2 separate regions of the Xenopus laevis genome follow, and region 1 is linked to region 2. A link is a contact called in public Hi-C data. All regions are on one chromosome and are shown on one strand. The core of a region is the stretch at or near the end of the contact, and the rest is flanking DNA. Distances in the headings are between cores, read along the strand shown. Region 1 overlaps boc.S (brother of CDO). Region 2 has its middle 19 kb from the start of boc.S.

Region 1 (4,588 bases), core at 1,726-4,225, 50 kb after region 2:
TGACAAAATGTCTAGTCCCATGTCAGATTTCAAAATTGAATATAAAAAAATCTGTTTGCTCTTTTGAGAAATGGATTTCAGTGCAGAATTCTGCTGGAGCAGCACTATTAACTGATTCATTTTGAAAAAAAACATTTTTCCCCATGACAGTATCCCTTTAATGAGGATGGCATTGCTGTCTGAGCCCCACAGTCTGTCCACTGAATGGAAGGACTAGTTGGCTGCTATAGGCCGGACATTTATTGCAGGGGTAGGTAAGTGTCTCATTCTGGCACTGAATCCCCTTCTGCATATTCTTCCCTTTACAGTACACCCCAGCCAGCAACAACAACACACCCATCCACGGATTCTACATCTATTACCGACCTACCGACAGTGACAACGACAGCGACTACAAGAAGGATGTGGTGGAAGGTGAGAGCCCCTTTTTTTGCCCCAAGGTGGTGCGCTGAGTGACCAGGATATTCCACCTCTCTGTTGTTATTTATACATATGGGCGTGAGATGCCATATTAAATGATTGAGCATTAGGAGAGGATGGACTATCTGCTGCTCCAGTTTCTAATCGCTGCCTTCAGTGAAGTTCTAAAATGGGTTTTCCATCTTCTAGGGGATCGCTATTGGCACTCTATCAGCCATCTGCAGCCCGAAACCTCCTATGACATTAAAATGCAGTGTTTTAACGAGGGAGGAGAGAGCGAATACAGCAATGTTATGATCTGTGAGACTAAAGGTGAGGCCCCCCGGGATGGAGTTCATGGATAACTCGACTTTACATAATCAAAATCCACCAATAAAGGCCAGACTGAAATATAATGACCTTGTTCTTGTCTTCTTTCTTGTAGCTCGGAAGTCTTCTCAGCCTGGCCGCTCACTGATACCCATGGCACCTTCTCCCCAACCTCCTCACAGCAATGGCAAAGGTGCTGTTGGGACGGCTACAGTGGCTCGTTCCAGTGATGTTCCGTACATGATCGTCGGGGTTCTTGGCTCCATTGTTCTTATAATCGTAGCTTTCATCCCTGTCTGTTTGTGGAGAGCCTGGTCTAAGCAGAGTAAGTAGCAAGTCTCTGTTGAATCCAGCCTTCAGACCAGAATCGAGAAGAGTAAAAATCTTTAAAATTCTTTAAGAAATAACTTACTGAAACTCCGCTACTGCTCCTCTGCAGAAAAAGCGACAATCAATGGCGCGGCACTCGATTTCTCCTCCCTGGCTATTTCCTATAAGGAAGGAAGGGAGGAGAAATCGTGTGCCGCGCGATGGATTGACGATCACATTCTGAAGAGGAGCGCAAGTGGAATTTCGGTAAGTTGTTTCTTAAAGACTTTGCGATTTTAAAGTTTAATTTGTCTTGCTGTTTTTTTTTTTTTTTCGATGTATACTAACATTTTTTTTTTTCATTTTTTTTTGATGTTACTGGTCCTTTAATTCAAGCTCCCTAACTCCAATTTCTCTCTGCAGAACAAACAACAGATATTGCATTCCCCAGCGCTGGTATCCTGACGTCCTCTTGCCAGTACACCATGGTGCCTCTAAGAGGGGTCTCTACCATCAGCAACTTCCCCTATGCTAATGGCGGTGTCGTGAATGGCACTTGCCCATCTGTAAACTCCAGTCATAATGAGCTGAAGCCAAGAGAGTATGAATCCGAGGCTGAGCATCAGGTACACAATCCACAATGCTTATTGGAGTTGAAGCACAGTTGGGCAGGACCACCATTTCTAACATTAGATGATGCCACAAAGTCAAAATGCCTTCCCTTAAAGAAATTTGATTTGTTATTTTACTTATGAGTGCAGCCATGTTGCTGCCTGTGGGTGCGGCATATTTAACCTGGAAAGTCATGTGTTTTTAGCTCCACCCCTCTGCTCATACCTTTTGAGAATAATTACAATGTTATTATGCTTACATTGGTGACAGGCCACTCCTTGTTTTATTGAGATTAAAGGCATGAGGCTTTGTTATTAAGTTTGCTATCATTTTTTTTTCTCCAAACAGGATGAAGCTAACAGCTTACTGGAAGAGATGGTTTCTGGGCACAAGGACCTAACAGAATGTCACAATCCTAGGCCGTAAGTCCTGCTGAGCTTTTGAGGTTGCCCATTTTGCCTGCTTGTCCTTATGTTCTAAATAAACAGACTATACTCATTTACAAGTTATCAGCCCCTCCAAATTTGCTGAAAACTTCCCCTAGATAGGAGTAATGTCTTGGGTACAGGCACCTAGCAAGCTTTCTGATATAATGTTTCCCAATTGTAGGTTGTGCCACCCACCCGGCGAGGGCATGTCCGTGTACCAGCCTTGTGAGAATGACACATGTGACATGAAGGAACTTCCTCCTGATGGGCTTCACTTGCAGGATGAGACCTTGGTTGGGCACTCTCTGGCAAAGAGCAACAAGGAGTGTCCCATTCTCTCACTGCCCAAAGAGCCAGGTATGTGCCAAGGTATGAGGTTAATGTTCTCACTGTGATGTGCCTATTGGAAACCTGCTGGTACCACAAGCTACTAACTAGCTCTTAAGCTGGCCTTTTTGGTGTATCTTAAAGAACAATTTGACTTTAACCCAATATTTCACCTTAACTGGCCTTCTGAATGAGCCAACAGCAGCTTCTTCAACCCGCTCACCCAGAGGGACCAGCATCAAAATTTGGTAACCACTGCCCAAGAGGGACATTTCTCAACCCGGTTCAACATCTTTCATTGTAGAAAGCTTCTACGGAAAAATGTTTGTTAGAAATATCAGTTGTTGATCAAGGAGCCTCAGTGTCAGGCGGCAGCTGCATAAGCTACTGAAATCTCCTCTTGCATAAAAGAGCCAGAGAGGAATAACGTGGGATGGAAGGGTTGATGGTAACAAAGCTTATATTGTGCTGTGTTTTGTTGTGGTAACAGAATCTATTGTTGCAGGTTGTATGTTCCCCTTGCCCCCAGTGGAGAGCACAAAGGATCCAGCCTGCTCACTGTCAGATGGAGAATGTCATCAAAACCCAGTTTGGAGCAGTAATGTAGAAGGGAATCCAGACTGTCGGAGGAGCAGCACTTTTCACCCTCACACTCCAACACAAGGACCTGCTACTTAATAAAAGACTGGCTGAAAGGACTGGGGATGGTCTTGTTGCAATAGATATCCGCACTGAGTATCTCTGTTATTTGGACACTACTAAACCTCCTCCTGCAGCTGATTAATAGACAATGCTCAGTTACACTCTTGCAACACGGTCACGTTTTAGGGTCCTGGACCACCCTGTGTTTAAAAAAGGGAACACGTTAAAGGAGTTTATTTTTCTATGACAGCAATATTTATATATTTATGCACTTGTACATAAAGTTTATTTTCTTTATCATGAAATATATATATAGAAATATGGAACAAAAAAGGGACTAAACAATCCTTCAGTATTGACTCGGCAACGGAACAAGAGCGTCTCTTGCGTAATTGCATGTAGCGGGGGCGGCAGCTCAGGTTGGAAGGGGGTGCTCTAGCGCAATGGGTCACAGGAAGGAGACTGGAGGAATGGGCTGCCTCGTTGCGTATCTTTTGGATCCAAATTGTTCCGGCTTCTGTTCTAGTTGCATATGGAATGTTAGCACACGTGCATGTTTGGCTGAGACTCCAGCACAATATATTCGCCATAAACACATTATGAGATACGGGCTGCAATGACATATATGTGTAACCTGAAGAGACAACTTGTAATAAATACATTTGTGTTTATTTAACCCCAGAGTCATTGACTTTCCTTGGGACTGACAAGATGGCAAAGTGTTTCCTGCACCCAGAGACTTAGGCTGTGCATCTACCTACTAGTGCCGTTTACATCAGCGGGAGCTGCCAAACTGGTCCGACATGTGACCGCTCTCTTAGTAGTTTATATTTCAATGTCACTTCTCACAAGGAAAGGGAAAACTACTTGGTTGCTAGGAATTTACTACCCCAGCGACTGGGGGCAGAATGGAAGATGAGTAAGAAAATGCCTGCAAGGAAAGAGCAGCAATTTAAAATAAAACTGAAGTCAGTCCTTTGCTATTTCCTTTTAAAATCTTTGGAGTTAATGTAGTAAAAGGTAAGAGGTTTGCTACTTGCTAATAACTCATAGCAATCAATTGGTCGGCTGATTGGTTGCTATGGTTAACTAGATCTGGGGTAACTTTGCAGCTTTTATTACACTGCCCTATTTGGCACAGCAAGAATTGTGAGTAGAGTTCTACTTACCTTGTTACACACAGGACATTTGTTGGGGGTGCTGAGGACGGGTGCAAGTTGTGCAACTGCTGTAGGTTTGGGATTTGTCATGGGACAGACACATGGGTGAGGGTTAATGCCCATCTATAGGTTTGTGGGAAGCTGTGATATCAAGAAGGCAGAGAGAATACAACTGGGGTTTGTGGGGTAGAAAGGAGGGTTCTGGGGTATCCCTGTTGCTGCCAGTAAGTTGCTTGGGGAACAGGTTAAAAAGCACCTTCCTTCTGTTCTTAATGGTGTATAGTTCATAATAAACCCGGCCGCTCAGGATCTGCTAAGCACAGACAGACAGCCCCATCCTGAGTTAACCCCTTCTTTTCCGCCGAGTCAGTGGGTCAGGCA
Region 2 (4,501 bases), core at 1,496-3,995:
GCAGGTATAGTAGGGAGAGATGGTGCCTATAGTAACAGTAGGATAATAGTCTCTGGGAAGGGAATGTGACTGTAGGATATCAGGTATAGTAGGGAGAGATGGTGCCTATAGTAACAGTGGGATAATAGTCTCTGGGAAGGGAGTGTGACTGTGGGATAGCAGGTATAGTAGGAGAGATGGTGCCTATAGTAACAGTGGGATAATAGTCTCTGGGAAGGGAGTGTGACTGTGGGATAGCAGGTATAGTAGGGAGAGATAGTGTCTATAGTAACAGTGGGATAATAGTCTCTGGGAAGGGAGTGTGACTGTGGGATAGCAGGTATAGTAGGAAGAGATAGTGCCTATAGTAACAGTGGGATAATAGTCTCTGGCATTGCTAAGAATTGTAGTTTAGGAATAAAAGGATTGACCATTGTACTATAAGCAATGGGATCCCATAAAAGTCGGCCCCAGAGCCAGGTGCAGTTTATCATTGAGGCTGGGGTGCGAGTAGGTGGGTGGGCTGCATATCTGGGCTGTTACTATGCTAGTAATGGGAATTGGCCGTGGGGATCTGACAGAATTGCTGGAATAGAAGCTGAAATAATTTGATTTTATGGGGGAAAAGGTTAAAGAAAGGAATGAAAACTTGAAGCTGTGAAATCCTTATATGGAGCCAGTGAGTCAAATAACACAGATCAGCGCAGACCCCCCTATACCTCTGTACCACCAACAACTGGATCCATTTGAATATAGTGAAAACATCAGACAAAGCCGTGTAGCCTCAGTGAACTAAATGTCACGTCTTGTCCCGGTCCTGTAATTGAACTTACAATCCCTGCCATAAAGCAAGACCAGGATACTGTGTGATGTCCAGAAAGGAAGTACAGATAGTCACATGATCAGAGGCGAAGCTATAAAACGTAATATAACTGATTAAATATGTTTAAATGCTTCAACCAGCATTTAAGAAAAGAAGAAAAGATGGAATGTACTCAGGGTACTTTGTTTTCTATTTGCCCATCCCTGGGGGAATTCGATTATTTGAAGATTTTTAGGATTTAAAAGGGGTTGTTCACCTGTGAATTAACTATTAGTAAGTTAGAGAGAGGGATATTCTGATATAATTTGCAAATGCTTTTCATTTTTTATTATCTGTGGTTTTTCATTTATTTAGCTTATTATTCAGCAGCTCTCCAGTTTGTAATTTCAGTAGCTAGGGTGCAAATTCCCCTAGCAACCATGCACTGATTTAGATACGAGACTGGAATGTGAATAGGAGAGGCCTGAATAGAAAGATGAGGAATAAAAAGCAACAATAAATGTGTAGCCTTACAGAGCATTTGTGTTTAGATGGGGTCACTGACCCCCATTTTTAAAGCTGGAAAGAGTCAGACGAAAAAGGCAAATAATTAAAAAAAAACTATAAAAAATAAATAATGAAGACCAATTGAAAAGTTGCTTAGAATTGGTCATTCTGTAACATATGAAAAGTAAAACACCCCTTTAAGATGATTTTATTTTACTCTAATTATACCCAGAGCCAGTCAAGGAATGTTAATATAATCAGAGAAAACTGTAGAGCCAATGGGGCGACCGCCCACTTCATCACCTTAAATCTTGCCCCACTATCACCATCTTGCCCTACTATGTCTGCAGTCCCCAGGGTGGCAGGGCCCTCCCATGTGTAGGGCCCAGGACAGTGCCACCTAAATGCACAGTTCTGATTGGACGGTCCCTATCTGTGATACACAAGGGGCTGTGGGGCCCCTCTGGGCAATGGCAGGTTACTGTGGGCACTGACAGATGAAGAAGAAGGAGAGTGATGGGCCTGATTAGCATATGAGTAAAGGCAGCTTGGCTTTCTCAGGGCTGCAGCACAATGGGGCCCACAGCAGAGAGCGAGGGGAATGGGGGCTGGGGGTGCTTGGAAGGGGGGGCTATTTCTTTGGAAGAAAAGGGGAAGCTCGGGGCCCAATGTTTCCTACTGAGCCTGCGGCCGGGGCCCAGACCTGAGCTGTCACATATAAATCTCAGTGACATCCCGTAACTAATTGCAAGCAATGGGCCCCTTAGTGTGCAGAGCATTACCCACAGTCCTCTGTGCCGGGGGGCGGGGGGGGGCTAGAAAATACCCTCTTTGTTTTCAGCGCATTGTGTGGGACTTTAATTGACTTTTCAGACACTTCCAGTTAATAAAGGGCAAATAATCCCTGTGCATATCCCTTTCTCTCCTTCCAAAGAAAAACACATTTTCTCATTTCTTTCCTTTTGTATCAAACCTGCTTTGTGTGTTTGCCTGAAGCGTTTGTCAAACAGGGACCCCAAGGGTCCCAGCCTCATAAAAAGCCATCCAACTCTACAGGTGCTGTTGAACTACAACCCCCATCACTTACATAGTAACATAGCTGTCCTACCCAATACTGCATATAGTATATTGTGTGCACCCCAAGAGTTTCATTGGCTGCCCCTGTTTCATGGTAATGGATTACTTGTGCACAATGAGCCTATGGCCACTAGGGGCAGCTTTTTTCTGCCTATAGGGATATATGGTCACGGAACTCCTCAGGGACTTATAATATCCTTATATTTTACAATAGGGGGTACTTTGTTCACCATATATAGTGAAGCTGTGATTTTGGGGGTTTGGGGAGCAGGTGGATTTTGCAGAAAGGGAAATGTACGTGGGAAGCAGAATTAGGATAATTGGGGTCTCGGTTGGAAGTGGTGCTGTTGGGGGGGGGTGCAGAGAACTGCGCCTCGCTCTAAAGCCTTTCCCTGTTCCACAGAGAGGCCCAGATAATGGAGCTCATTTATACACCCCAGCAGGAGGGGTCCCCCTTTCTCATTTCTCCACTTTCTCCAACACCCCCTTCTTTAATTTTATTTCATTTCTTGTCACAGGGCCACATATAATCAATTAAGGGCTGAATGAGCGGGGAGGGAAGGACAGAGGCTGAGCGGGGGGGGGTTTCCCATTCAGAAAGAGATTTTATACGGTTATCAGTCAGCTGGTAAATGCCTGAGCTCCGGCCTGATAAAGGACCTGTACAAATGGGCTGCCCAAGCCCAGCATGGAGCCTCGGGCCCCTTCTCACCATTATCTTGAGCCGTCTGTCACATCAATGGCCTTAGAATACTGGAGGCCGGAGAGCGGGGACTGTCCTCTTCTTTCTCACACCTCTCTGCAGGTTATTAGCTATTAGTCCCCAGGATACAGAGTTTTCCTAAAACTTACTGAGGGCCACATAGACCCACAAACATTCTCTTGCTCCCCCAGAAGCTGAATATCTGAGCAGCCATGTTGACTCTAGCCAGAGAATCTGATTGGCTCCTCAAATACTGGTCTCAACAACTAATACCCCTTAAATCATTATTAACATTTCTTCTACAATAAGAAGGTGACGGTAGAACTGAACTTGAAAGGGGGTAATTGTTGGATAGTAGAGAGTGTTTCTAGAGGAGGGTATAAAAATTTTTTTTGAAGCTTAACAGAAAACGAAGAAGGTTACATCAGGGGATCATTACTGGAGCCCTGAGTGGGACTGGAGAGAAGCCATTGAGAGATTCTTGTTGTGAAGTTAATTTGAGTAGAAAACTCATTGTTGAACTAAACAGGGAGTAGATCATTTTTGGAGTGTAGAGGCAATTGAATAAGAAGGCATCATATTCTGATTGTTGTAGTTTTGAGACTGACGCATGAAGAGGCTGGAGAGAAGGAGTTGAGGGAGGACTTCGGAAGGACATTGTTGTAGGAGGGTAAAGGCAGAGGATGACATCATAAGTACATTGTTGGAGCTTAGAACCAGATCCTTCAAGAGGAGCAAGGACACATTAGAGATGTTGGACTGTAAAGAGATGGACCCAAGGGAATGACATCAAAAAAAGATTTCTGGAGCTCAGAGTCTGGTAATCAGAAAGGAGGACATCAAGAGATCTTTGTTGGAAGGAAGCAGTGTCAGACTGGGACACCAGGAGCCCACCCAAAAACCTTAGACCAGGGCCGACCATAAAACCTTAGACCAGGGGCCACTCTCAGTACTATTATTCTTCATCTCCTCAATCAACTTCTCTTCTCCTAGTCTGTTTTCTTTACATACTATAATCAATTATTCTATCTATTTAGCCTCTTTGTTCTTATAGAAATAGGGAATGGCCATGAAATAGGGAAAAAGTTTAGCAGCATGAGGGTTCCCTGACACCTTGGCCCACCGGGAGTTTTCCTGGTATCCCGGTGGGCCAGTCTGACACTGGACGAAGAGAAATACCTGTAGCCTAGAGGGTGAGAAGGTATAGATCATTATTGGCCATTCAACAGGAAGTGATCAGAGGGCAGTGCACACTTGTTGCACTGTATAAGGGTAATTTTAGGAAATAATGTGAGGAAAGAAGAACATTTTTGGAGAAAGAAAGGTCAAAGGCAAAGTAGGCAAGTGGCAGAAGTCAATACAGACCTTGTGGAACTTATAGCAGAGGAGCAGTAGTAAAATATTAAGGATTTCTCTGGCTGCAGTGTTTGGGG

Evidence for each region. Hi-C and Micro-C count contacts between places; a contact is called where the count stands out from the background.
Region 1: a Hi-C map of the XTC cell line shows a contact between it and region 2, with 2.5 times the contacts expected there. The contact joins two enhancer-like sites. A contact is called at or near these places in 2 of 4 Hi-C or Micro-C datasets (the XL177 cell line and the XTC cell line).

The regions. Positions count from the first base shown.
Region 1 is chr2S:28,554,071-28,558,658 of Xenopus_laevis_v10.1, forward strand. boc.S (brother of CDO) reads left to right here. Exons shown (of 19, transcript XM_018248999.2): 13 at 309-414; 14 at 610-732; 15 at 845-1,054; 16 at 1,462-1,664; 17 at 1,999-2,072; 18 at 2,260-2,447; 19 at 2,911-3,723. The coding sequence ends at 3,083. Among protein-coding and RNA genes, the nearest start is that of boc.S, 32 kb to the left of the region's middle. Within about 2 kb of position 2,976, at least 1 of the 7 cell types and tissues checked has an H3K27ac peak or open chromatin away from gene starts, as enhancers often do.
Region 2 is chr2S:28,503,881-28,508,381 of Xenopus_laevis_v10.1, forward strand. No RefSeq gene overlaps it. Among protein-coding and RNA genes, the nearest start is that of boc.S, 19 kb to the right of the region's middle. Within about 2 kb of position 2,746, at least 1 of the 7 cell types and tissues checked has an H3K27ac peak or open chromatin away from gene starts, as enhancers often do.